Linked DNA regions of Zea mays: regions 1 and 2 are each linked to region 3. A link is a contact called in public Hi-C data. All regions are on one chromosome and are shown on one strand. Each heading gives the region's core, a stretch centred on a gene start, on an enhancer-like site or on the middle of the called end of the contact. The rest is flanking DNA. Distances are from core to core; before and after follow the strand shown. Region 1 holds the start of LOC103643670 (nucleolar protein 14). Region 2 holds the start of LOC100304276 (putative regulator of chromosome condensation (RCC1) family protein). Region 3 holds the start of LOC103643674 (fructokinase-like 2, chloroplastic).

The links. Hi-C and Micro-C count contacts between places; a contact is called where the count stands out from the background.
Region 1: a contact with region 3 is called in a Hi-C map of ear, with 2.1 times the contacts expected there. The contact joins the promoter of LOC103643670 here to the promoter of LOC103643674 in region 3. A contact is called at or near these places in 3 of 25 Hi-C or Micro-C datasets (ear, endosperm and leaf).
Region 2: a contact with region 3 is called in a Hi-C map of leaf, with 3 times the contacts expected there. The contact joins the promoter of LOC100304276 here to the promoter of LOC103643674 in region 3. A contact is called at or near these places in 7 of 25 Hi-C or Micro-C datasets (bundle sheath, ear, leaf and 2 more).

What each region holds. Positions count from the first base shown.
Region 1 is chr1:254,736,415-254,740,515 of Zm-B73-REFERENCE-NAM-5.0, reverse strand. LOC103643670 (nucleolar protein 14) reads left to right here and starts at 1,905. Exons shown (of 14, transcript XM_008666838.3): 1 at 1,905-2,247; 2 at 2,313-2,447; 3 at 2,611-2,746; 4 at 3,242-3,324; 5 at 3,418-3,477. The coding sequence starts at 2,014.
Region 2 is chr1:254,847,579-254,851,655 of Zm-B73-REFERENCE-NAM-5.0, reverse strand. It overlaps LOC100304276 (putative regulator of chromosome condensation (RCC1) family protein), which reads right to left and starts at 1,460. Exons shown (of 9, transcript NM_001165719.1): 1 at 1,311-1,460; 2 at 203-459. The coding sequence starts at 455. LOC100278337 reads left to right here and starts at 1,563. Exons shown (of 8, transcript NM_001407295.1): 1 at 1,563-1,857; 2 at 3,910-4,054. The coding sequence starts at 3,923. It also overlaps a transcript of LOC100282360 not described here.
Region 3 is chr1:255,228,439-255,233,024 of Zm-B73-REFERENCE-NAM-5.0, reverse strand. LOC103643674 (fructokinase-like 2, chloroplastic) reads right to left here and starts at 2,101. Exons shown (of 5, transcript XM_008666858.3): 1 at 1,276-2,101; 2 at 752-1,044; 3 at 1-620. The coding sequence starts at 1,781. It overlaps LOC103643675 (a long non-coding RNA gene), which reads left to right and starts at 1,505. Exons shown (of 4, transcript XR_004855532.1): 1 at 1,505-1,668; 2 at 2,100-3,362; 3 at 3,667-4,586.

The DNA of each region.
Region 1 (4,101 bases), core at 656-3,155, 490 kb after region 3:
AACTTTGCCATGCTCATAGTTGCTTCATAGTCAAAGTGTCAAATGCTTAAAGAAGTCTCACAATTCTTTCTAACCATTCTAGGAATGGTTCTCTATCTACTCCTTTAGTTCTTTATCACTTTAATAAATATGCATGACTGCTTTTTGTTTCAATACTGTTTTGTTGAGTAATGTTTTTCCTCTGTTGCGATGCGGTTGATTCTAGATGATATGGAGTTCCACTCGGGAGATGTGCCAAACTACACAACTTATGATGTATCAGTATGCCTCTTTTCTATATATTTTTAGGTAGTAGGGATGAATATTCTCATCATGTAAAAGTACTGTATAATCTTTTCCTTTTAAAAAATACAATATGGTATTTAGGGGAGTTAATTAGTTGAAATGATCTAAAAACATTTTACACGATAAAATATATGATGGCACCAAAGACCGGGCTGAGGCTAAAGATGTTTGCAGACGTCGACTGAGTAATTGGGTACCACCTGCATACATTTCAGTGCTATTTCGTTCAATTTTTTCAGATTCCAAATATATCTAGATGTAGAGTAGTAAAAAACCATGTATAGAAAAACCAAAACAATCTACAAATTGGAACAGTGGGTAGGAAAGTTCATTTCATATTGACTACAGGAATTACAAGAGGGAAAAAAACTGGTGTTGTGAATGGCTTCCTCCAAGTAAGCAAGCCATATTATGAGTCTCTAGAGGAACTGTTTGTCCGGATGGGCGGTCTCATCATCAGTATTGCTAATAGTCATGATGTTGACGTTCTTCTTTTTTCATTTTGCAATCCGCTCAATCCGGACACTTAGAAAAAATGACCAAGCTCTCCACAGCTTAAGCAAAACAACTTTGCTTTCTTCTTCTTCTTGAAGGTACTTGTTGGTTTGGCATTGAAAGGCTTATTCTTTGTTTTGTTCTTGCCGTGTGGCAGTGTGGGGTTTTGTACACCATGTTGGTGCTAGAATAGCCCTCGCTCCCCTTCTCAAATAACGTCATTAGCTTGAGCCTTCTCATCAACATCAAAAGACGTTATTAGGTTTTAACAAATATTTCATTTCTCTTTTGTTTGAGAGTTATGTCGAATCCCCTTCTGAAGGAGCAACTTTGTAGTAATATATTTGGCCACAAACTTGTTAGGCATGCATGACACATTCAAGGAGTTCAAGTCACGGAAAGGGTCTTTGATACTTATTAGAATTTATACATATGGGCTTCAAAGAACTGACAATGCATACTCTAAGAGTTTTGGAAAAATTCCTGGTATGCCATCCGATTTTATATTCATTTCTTGTGTGCCACTCAGAGGCATATAGGTATATTTTTTATGTGTATGGCATGTGGGCACAAGGAACAAGTATATTTTTCAATATAATACAGGGAATTGACCCGTTTTGGAAAAATTCCTGGTATGCCATCAGATTATTGACCCAAGAGTTTTATATTGTTGTTTTTACGACTGCAAGTGCCATATATAATGGAATGGAAATGGATGAGGCACTCATTCTCAACGATGTAAATGTTGTTAATATAGAGATTTTTTAATAGTGCCAAGCGAGTTTCATATCTATAAAACTCATTTATTCTCTCTTCTTAAAAAGATTGCCACACTATTTAAATGTTTACGTGGCAAATTATTAAATGCAAACTAAACTCCCACTAAAACTAGCCTACTGCCCTTTTAAATTTTACACAAAAACAATGTAAGTGTTGTTAATATTTTATTTGTAAAAAATAATTTTAAACTGCTTTTATTTTAATGACACTTTGCATCGAAGAAATGATATTTTAGTAGAGGAAAGAAATGACACCTTTTTGTTCTGAGAAAGTTGTTTGTTGCTTATTGGGCCTTGACCCTCGGTGCATTGTCATGTGTGGCCCATAATATGAACCAGCCCAACATTCAATCTCAGAGAAGCGAGCTCCTCTGTCCAGTAAACGCAAATCCCAGAGAAACATCTAAACCCTAGCGGCGGAACCTTCCCCGTCGCTCTGTCCTCCTGTCCGGACATGGCGAAGACGAAGCCCATGGCGGCGGCGGGCGAGAAGAAGAAGAGCAAAGGAAAGAAGAAAGGCAAGAATGGCCCGGCCAAGGTGGCCATGAAGGCTCGTGGCGCGGCGGCGGAGGAGCGGAACAACCCGTTCGAGGCCATCTGGTCGCGCCGCAAGTTCGACGTGCTCGGCAAGAAGCGCAAGGGCGAGGAGCGGCGCGTATCGCGCTCACGTTCCGAGGCCATCCGCAAGGTAACTGCTGCTTAGCTGCTTTTCCGCTGGTTGATTGGTGGCTGATTCCTCTTGCCTTGCTGCAGAGGGAGAACACGCTGCTCAAGGAGTTCGTTGAGAGCGCCAAGTCGTCCGTGTTCCACGACCGGCGTATCGGCGAGAGGGACGACACACTGCCCGAGTTCGACAAGGCCATCCTTCGCCAGCAACGCGAGCGCTTGGTATGTTGCGCTTAGAGATAGTTCATAGTTCATTAATTGAAGAGCGACACTGACATCTCTAGTATTTCTCCCGACATTGACATGCTTCGGTGCAAAAGAGACCAACATAAACCAGTATCTGTTGTGAACTTATGGTTTATCAACCCATTCTTCTATTGGTTAGGCCAAGTTGAAACGAGAAAGCAAGTACAATCTATCAGATGATGATGAAGACGAAATCAATATTCATAATGTGCTGCTATCGGAAAATGATGATTTTGATGAGGAAGTGCCTCTCGATGATGGGAGCGACGAGGAAGGTACACCTATCTCTGGCTGGAATACAATCCTCTCCAGTTGTTATAGTTTATCCATCTAGATCATGTGAGATTGTCTAGTGTCTAGCATCAGCATTATGTGCAGTATGATCTTGTCTTTTCTGTTATGCAATTATATTTTGACTGTGAACTGGATGCCAGACTGCATTGTGATCTTTTGATTTCACCTTGTTCTCCATATTCTTGTTTGGGCTTACTTTCTGTTAGTACTGTGAGTAGAACAAAAGTTATTTTGATGTGGACCTATAAATCTTGTGTTAGTATGATGCTTCAATAACTAGTTATTGTAGTAACCGGTTTGCATTGCGAAAAGCAACTGCTGGATTTAATTATGCCATTTTGAGCTTGTTACCTCAATGATGGAGATAATAAGAATGGTGATAATATTATAGCAGTATAAAGAATTGTATTTCTATGCATATCAGTTCATGTTTTGTTTCTATGTTGTTCATTTGCTTTCAATCTTTATACTTCCAGGTAAAATGGTCCTCTCAAAGAAGCGTTTATCTCTCCAAAGTGATGACCATCCTTCAATAACTGATCTACCACAAGAAACACACGTGAGTTTTATAGCCACATAGAGAAATTGAGATGTAAATGCAATCATGTGATCCATATGAGGTTACCTCATTCTACTTATCTTGTGTTAGCAGGGGCAGAAGAGCAAGAAGGAAGTTATGACGGAGATCATTTCAAAGAGTAAATTTTATAAGGTGGGTATTGTGTGTGATCTAACTCTTAACAAGCCTTTTTTTGGCTAGCGTGTCATGGCATGGTAGTGTTACCTAGAACAATATCTTTCCCTTTAGTATTAACCTAGGGCTCATTATTGGGTTGTGCTTTCGGCTTCTGCTGACATCAACTAATGATCTGAAGCCTCAACGAAAATACCTAGGTAATTGGATTAGAACATATTGAGTTTCAAACTTTCAATAACTGCTTACTTCATTACGTTCAACTTGTGGTACTTACATCTCAATGTGTTCAATTTTTGTTACTTTCGCTTTTTTCACAAACCTTTTGAGACGTATCCCAACATTTCTGACTTCTCCCTACACCAAAGAAAGCTGAATTTAACTTTGTATGTCTTGTGTTTCCTGACACTGACAACGCTGACCATGCACCCATCAATGGTTCCACTTATTTACTATGCTACTAACTGATGACAAACTTATTTTAACAAATTATTCTATATATTTCTGCTGCGTCTGATCACATTTTCTGCAGCCCGTTGATGCTCAGCACTACCTGATTTTTCACCTATAATACTTGTTCTGTCTTCAATCTTTTAGATTACATATTTCTTGGAATTTGGAAATTCTTAGTGCTGTCATATA
Region 2 (4,077 bases), core at 211-2,710, 380 kb after region 3:
TTCTCCTGTGCGTTCGAGAGAAAAAAATACCAGAGATGGTTATCTCCAGGTACAACTAGCAAAATAAACACATATAGTAACTCAGCTATGGCATCTCTTAGTACAACATTGCAATTAAGGTGTTAGTTCTCTCATCTAAACTATATTTAATTTTTTTGGCACTCTAACATGCACGTATTCGAACGAAGTGTGCAGAACTTACCCCAGGTGAACAGTGATCCATCGGAAGCAACTGCAGCGGTATGCTCACGGCCACATGCAATATCGGTCCACCTGAGGCTCTTCCCATTCCCCAATTTGAATAGTTTGGGAGGGAGGCTCTTGGGGATCCTCAAGTGGCATTCCTTGCCCTTTCGGGCAGTCTGGCCACTGTGGTTATAACCCCATATGTAAATTGCACTCTTTGTTGGCACACCAACAACACGCAAGTTACTGAGCACATCATCTACATCCATGGCCCTGGTTGATTATGATGAATAAAAGATAAGCACAACAACAAACAAGCAGAGCAGTGCAACCATTAAACCAATAGACAGAGAGATAGAACAGTGCAAGTGAATCTGTTGAGACCATCAGGCCAAAAAATAACAAAAGAGAGCAGTTCGGCCCAAAAAAAACATCCCAGCTTTGATGAATGACTGTTTCCATTCACAGCATTAAGGGTGTCCATTTCCTCTTTCATGTTCTCATTAACAACTAATATGTTCATCAAAAGATAAAATTGTCATTAATGAGACTATCTGTCATGGACTCATGGTAATCCTACAGAGATCGTATAGAGAACAAAAGTACCATTTGGAACTGAACAATTACGCCATCAAATAAGCAGTTTGAACCAGCAAATTTGGTAGGATGAACAAATGCCGCCCTAATTCAGAACACATCTATGTCTTCTCAAAGATTTAAGTCACTTTAATAGAATTTTGCAAACAGAGCACATTGAAGCTACAAAACTAAATCACCCTTGCTAACAAGATCGCAACGTGTGTAAGACGGCAACTGCGGCACTACATATGGGGTAAACAGGCAGCTGCAGGAAGAACAAGCTTAAGGTATCGGGAACCATCCCCTAATAGTCCACAAAATGTCCATCGGGACACGTCACCGGCTAAGGAATCCAGATAAAATGAACAATAGCTTAAACTGAAACTTATCCATTATTTGAAATTGGAGAAAGAGCTAAATCTATCCTCCTACCTAAGGAGATCCTCAATTTCCCCAACTTCTGTTTCATCAAATCAGACTGGCGACCATCCAGCAATCGATTAGCGCAACGCAGAAAGCCGAGCAGAGGTTCATCCAGCGCTCACCTGGAGAGAAGGGACGAGGCCGAAGAGCGGGGCAGACTTCGGGCGGATTCTACTAATGGCGGGGAGCTTTGCTTGCTTCTCCTAGTTTGACCGGTGGAAATGGCCTCGTTCCCTTGTTCGTCGGGCTCGTGGCGCACACGCCTGTCCGTGGGCACCGACCACCGGAATTTTCTGGATTCCCGAGGTCCTTGAAAGGATGGAGGACACAGCCAGCCACACGAGCCACACAGGGACGGCAGAGAGACAAAGCGGCTCACGTGATCACGTCACGTGCCTAGCGTGAACCGGGTCCAGGGGAGGTTAGCAGGTTGCTGAGAGCACGGGTCTGGAGCGTGAACCGAGACCACCAACGCCTACCGACCAAATTCGGCGACTGCTTCTCCATCCTTCCACGAATTACACGAGGAAAGAACGCTGATAAACAAATGGCGTAAATCTCTATCGACGAAGCTGTGGAGGAAAACGAAGGATCTCCCCGTGCTTGTGCATGCCAGATCGCCTGCTCTACGTCCGCATCCCGTCCCTCGCGAAACTCGGCACTCCCAGGGTTCGTTTCTTTGTTTCACCTACTCTCGTTGTTTATGCTAATTTGTTAGGCGCCTTTGCTTCAGGAAATGGTGATTGTATCGTACTATTCTGGGGGGAAAGCGCAATTATTTGAGGGCAAGTTGATTCATCATGGAGGGGTAGGGCTACCGCATTTTTTATTTGTTTCGGTAGAACGACAATTTGATCATAATTAGGAAATATATTATTGTTTTGTCTAGTAAAAAAAATCTTTTCTCGATAACACTGGTTGAAATAAGTTTTGGATATGGCCATCTTGGCCAAATCATGGGATTAAACTGTTGAGTTTAGGTGGATGAACCATGAACCAGCATATTAGTATTATGGATGAGGTGGTTATAGAATGAACCGATTAAGATACGCTTCCATTCTGGAAAGGGAGCATATGCCCTTGTCTCTTGGTTTTTTTTTTACGAAGGGGCGAAGCCCCCTATTTCATTAAGAAATAGGAAAGTTTGAAACATCCACAACCACGCGGCACATCATCCCAAAAGATCGAACACGGCCAGAACCCTATCTAGACTCTAAACACTATCAAACTAGATTAGTGAAGAGCCTAAGATAGCAGAGAAAGTTTGGCCTACGATTAACTACATAAGACTTTCTTATTTACAACCCAATCAGACAGGCAGAAGCCACAAAAGGAACTGAACAAGCCAACCATCAAGAGACAAACAAACTTCATCACCATCTTCCAAGTTCCAGCTTCCATATCAACCAGAAATGCGCCTATCTAAAGGGCACCACCCAAAGGCCCGGCCGAATGCCTCACTTGCCGTCTTTCGGATTAGCTTGCTTCCTAGAACCACCATTTTTTGCTCCTTCTTTTTCTGACGAGTAGCCCATGAATCCAGCTAGAAGCAGCAAAGAAAAATAATGTTAGAAGGATCAAGCAAATGTTTCTTTCCAAAGCACCAATCATTTCTAGTGCGCCAAATAGCCCAGAATAAAGCACCACAACCAAACAAAACCAAATTAGCAGTTTTGTCTTTTGGTTTACTTAACCAATTGTCATAAAGGTAGCTGATACTATTCGGAATCAGTCTCAAATTCAAGGCAACTTGAATCACTCTCCACATATACTTTGCAATGGGGCAATGAAAGAACAGATGATCGATAGATTCATCAACCCCATAGAAACAGCAATCCAAAGAACCAATCCAGTTCCTTTTCTTCAAGTTGTCCTTAGTAAGAATTTTATTTCTTACAACTAACCAAAAGAAAACCTTTATTTTATGAGGCAATTTAGATTTCCACAAGAACTTATATGAAATCAAAATTTGATCTTCCATTTTCTTTTTGTACATAGGGTTAACTGAGAAGCCTTTTTTCCCCAGATTCCACACAATTTTATCCTCCTGATCAGACAAAGACACCTGATTACAACTTATCATTTCATCGAATAACATCCTCAAATTACCCACAATCCTTCTTCTAAAAGTAAGAGTCTCAAAATTAGATGTGAATACATCATTAACGGTAACATCTTTGTCATAGACCAAGTAAAAAAGAACAGGAAACTGAACAGACAGAGGCAAATTACCAATCCAAATACTTTTCCAGAAACTAGTCTTCAGACCATTACCAACCGCAGATTTACAGTATTTATAAAAATTGTCACGCAAACTCAGAATTTTTTTCCAGAAATGAGAATCACTTTGTTTTTGTTTAACTAAAATAAGGGTTTTTCCCTTAATGTATTTACTGGCAATAATTTTTTGCCATAAGCCTCTCGAATTTTCAATATTCCAAAACCCTTGTCTCTTGGTGTCAAGGAAATTCTTCTTCTGGAGTAATCCAGATAGTTTGTTTACAATAGTTGTACACTTAGCTAACAAATTAGCTGACTTATTAGCCTCCTGTTTCAATGAGCTAGAGCTAATTTCATCTAAAAAATAGCTGGCTAACAATTAGCTCTATGCTCCAAACAGGAACTAACTCTCAGCTACACTGGCTGATGTGCAAAGATGACTAACAAGCATATAAATCCCCATCACTGAGCAATTTGAATTTTTTCTGCCCAAGACTGTAGGTGTGCAAAATTCATGGCTTCAGACACCGGCAAGAAGCTCATTCAGATCGATGTGAGCTCGGATACAGTGTGCCCTTGGTGCTTCGTCGGTAAAAAGAACCTTGAGAAAGCAATGGAGCAAAGCATGGGCAAGTTTGATTTCGAGGTTTCACTCCCCTCTTCAAATCC
Region 3 (4,586 bases), core at 852-3,351:
ACAATCCTCAGCACAAGGTTTAACACAGTTTGTCTTCAGACTTCCTTCGGTTCTGACCTTCATCAAAGACACAGCAGTTGGTGCTGAAGGGTCCATATAAACTGCTCGAGTTTGAACTCCATTGATGTTTAAGTGATACAGCAAACTTTGACCGTAGTCATCATCACCTAATTTTCCCATGAATGCAACCCTTCCACCAATCGCTGCTAAAGCTAGAGCAACATTGGATGAAGACCCTCCTGGTGCCCTCACAAATTTGTCTGGAGACCAAAACATGTCCTTCATTCTATCATGAATCTCATGGTCTATCAACCTATTTGCTGGTCTTCCAGAAGGAATAAAGGAGTATTTGGCAGGTCCAAAGCAGCACACGAGCGGAATTAAATCGTCAACCTCTCCAATATCCTCATGTAGCACTGACGCTATTTTACTTTCCAGAACACTGGCAGAATTCTGTAGACGAGTCTGATCTTCTCTTTCATTATAGAGCATCAAATCTTTGCTCAGATGCTCTCCAGCATTATCAATAGGTTCCTCTACAGTCTTAACTTTTCTACGTCCCCTCTTCTTCGGTTCCTTGGCCTTATCCTTCTCCTCTTCTGAGCTTGCAGAAGTAGCAGCTGTAACAGAATAGACAGAACAGAGAAAAATTGTGACTTGCTAAGCTGTTCCCAGTCGAGAAAAATTATGAAAACCGCAGCATATAGAAACAGAAGTGCTGCAAAAATGCAACCAATATGTAGGTATTTACCTTTCTTGCGGCCTCTCCTCTTAACTTCCTTAGTCTCTTCAGCGGCCGTTTGTTCAGTGATGACTTCGATTTCTTCTCCTACATCTCTCGATGTTTCAACGGTGGCTTTCTTTCTTCCACGTCTTGGGGTTCTCTTCTTTTTTGTTGAGGTTTCACCGTCACTTTCATCGCTTAACCCATCCACGGCATCTTGTGAAGTCCTTGATGCAAAATTAGCACTGCGGTTAAGCAAACTCACTGTAGATTTAGCCATGTTCTTCCCCATATTGTTTGTCTTGTAATGTATTTGACCCCTGCGCACAACACAATCCAAATGACTTGACCAGACAATATCCAGGTCCATGAATCACAGGACAGAGCCGCATTTCTAGTCCCAGAATGAACAAAGACACAATTCTGGCTCCTAATCTCCTCTATCGCACCACAGACTGCAGCGACCATACGGGGGGAAACGGCATGTTTCACGCGGACTCGCATTGATAATTGGGATATACAGCAACGGATTCACTATGTTGAGAGATTACCTCAATCGATGAGAAGGGGGCTGGGAGCAAGTGAACTGAGGATGGAGAAGAAGATAAGCCATCAATGGAGGCAAGTAGCAAAAATCCCGGTAGCCCCTCCAATCACTGCTCAGCAACGAGGAACAGCAAAACCCCAGGGGACAAGGAGGGGAACGGAGATTTGGCCGGAGCAAATTACACTTTGGCCCATAGTTATGAGGATAAGGGGTAGAAACGTCATACCAGAAAAGGCGTATTCCATTAATTCGCTTTCTTATTCTGTTCGCGTAACCTGTTGTTTTCCTCCCCAGTCGGCGCATGGCGCAGCGCTCTCCTCTGTGCCTGCGCCGCCTCAAATCAAATGAAATCGGGCCTCCTCCGCACTTCCCCAGTCCAATTTTTTTCGCTCGGGAGGTACCGATCTCTTCTTCTTCCCCCGTATAATGGAATGGCATCGAGTTGTATCTTCTCACATCCATGCTGACATTTGTTGTAGAACCCTTGATTCCTATGCTGCTTGCCACCATTTTTCCCAACTAGTTTTAGCGGTTATTGTTGTCGTTGTTGTTTACCGAAAAGAATCCTGTCGTATTCTCGCCTCGAGGTCACAGTGGTTCCGCCATACTTGTCCGGCTCCGACTTTTCAATTTCCAGCACCGGCCACTGTTGCTCTGTTGGAATCCTATCTTCCCCCCTGCTCTTGGTCTCCTCATGTCTACTGCCACAGTGCTACAGATGTGGAAATGAAGCTACTCTACTTCAGATTTCCGTTTCAAAGGATTGTTTAGCTTCAAATGCTCATTCTGATATAAAACAGTTTGCTAATTTTCCTCTCATGTTGGCAGTACCGAGCTTGTTGGGTCCTTAACAAGGGCGGGCGTGCATTTCCCGAGGCACCATTCATCTGTGGAATCCTATGTCTTTGCAAGCTCCCAAGGGCAAGAGATTGTCGTTGCTTTAGGGAGCAACGTGGATGATACACAATCAGTACAGCACCTGATCAACCACTGTTCATATATTCTGTTGTAAGATGGACAACCAAGCTTGGACGACATGATTACGATTTATGCCAAACTGATGAAGATATAGTCCCAGACCAGTTGATCTGGATGTGATATTTTATGATAAGCATCAAACGAACGGAAATATGAGAGAGCATTTTTTTTTCTAGCTCCTTTTGATGGATCTTCTAGGATCTCTTGATCCTTGGATCAATGCAAAGTTGGCATTCTCTCAATATGCTGAAATGTGCACTTTAAACTGTGGAAGAACCTTCATGGAGAGCCTTTGTTTGATCATAAAAGAAGGCCTAATAATAGTGTTGCCTGTGGGTCATGGCCTCATAGACATAATCTGAAGCCAGATATCTTTAGTGACAGGTGGAAATTCTTGAGTGGATGCTGTTTTTCTGAGGTCAAATTGCTAACATCTGAACATGCAGATACAGTTGGCATTGGCACTCGATCCACGTGCCATTTTGCAACAAGGCTCTCAGAGGAGGAAGAGCTTCAAAGGTTGATTCCTGTGCTGGGTGCAGTCGTTAAAGATACTTGAGATAGAAAGAAGCTTATCCATGAATACAATTATATGCAGAAGTGCAGGTGAAACTGTAAATCGAGGAGCATATATAGTGAATGATGTATCTCGCAGGTGCCTTAACCTCTGTTTCTCACATTGTGTGTACATGGCAGGGGATCTATTCACATTGCATAGGCTACAATCTGGGTTTATATAGCCTCTGAGCAATACTCAAGTGTCTTACATGGAACTGGCAGAGAACTTTTTGAACAGAACAGTTGGAGATCTCTTCTATTAACAGAGAAGAATAAGAACCCAAAAAAAACTGTACAGGAAAAAAGGAATCAAGCAGAGCTAAACAAGAACATCACACTAAGCTTGAAGGGAAGATTTAACTCAATTTTATGGCTTAATGGAACTGGCAGAGATTCCTTCGTTGAGAATATTGTTGACCCTTCTAAATATTCTTAACAGAACCCTCAGCTTCTTTCTGGTGTGTCATCCATCAGAAGGGAGAATTGTCAAGGGAGCATTATTGCTTCACATGTACTAGTATGTTACTTGAACCATCCAGGAAAAAGGATTTCAAGGTGGGATGTGTGTGAGTGTGTCAATCCCACATGCAATGGTAGATTTGATGTTGATATACAAAGGTTTGTGATGCATTGTTGAAGCAAATAAAAGATGGGGATGTTTTTTTGAACCAAAGCCTTAAGCTTTTGCCCTTGTTTTTTTCTCTCTTTCAGAGACTTTTGCACTTGTCCATTAGTATGATATTGCTATTTCATTTTTCAAATAAACTATCTCTTGTTAGTGAATAAGATGGATGTACACTCTGACTTGTGTGCATATGTTTGCCTTGCTCCATGTAATTGTCAGTCCACTGATTTCCAGGTGCAACAGAAATTGGGGAACATACAACGCATTTGTATCTCTTGTACTTGTTTCACCACATGGGATACCATCATGGCAGGGTGTTACTTTGTATATGCCTTCTTCTGCTTGAGCATGTACCAGCTCTTGTGCCCAGTGCACGATTGTTCATACAACGTGGGACTGTCGTTGTCTGTTGTTACTTATTAGGTCTGATCATAGATGGTGCGTGGAAAAATGTGGACTGACAGAAACTCTCTTCGGCCAGTGCACTACAGAATGGAGTTTGCATGTCAATTCTTGTGGGTGCATGCATGTGGTTGTTCTGCACTCTGCCTGTATTTCTTGTCCACGTGGCCGGTCTGATTTGTATCTTACGGTCTGGTCATTTTCATGTAGACATGGAACGCAGCTAAGGTAGGCACTAACTGTTAAGCTTCACTGCTTGAGCATTTGTTGTTTTTTTCAGACCTTGATGCAATGTATAAAAATTACCCTGCAATCTGTTATAGCTTGTGTATGAATAAAGATTTTTCATGAATTATCTAACATACTCTTTAGTGTCAGGAGTTTTTGTCGTTACCAATTTGTTGCAGCTAGGCTACAAGTTAGGAATTTGAGAAATCAAAGTGCAGAAGTATTCATTTATTTTAATTTTTATTTTGAAACGAACAGAACTACTTATCTTTTACAACTGAAGTGAAATGTGATGAGCAATTATGGATGCCCTGGTGATAGGTCTTACTTAAACAGATAGAATCAAGTTACCAAAACTCTATTTTAGATTCTTTATCGTTTTGCGTGCTCTTTATTTGACTGTTCCAGGAAAAAAAATTGCCCCATGCCGAAATCTGAAATCTTGTATTATCAACAATTTTGAGATTGTCTAGTAGCCCATCAGCAACATTGTTCTGTGAGTACGTTGGATAATTCAGTTTCAT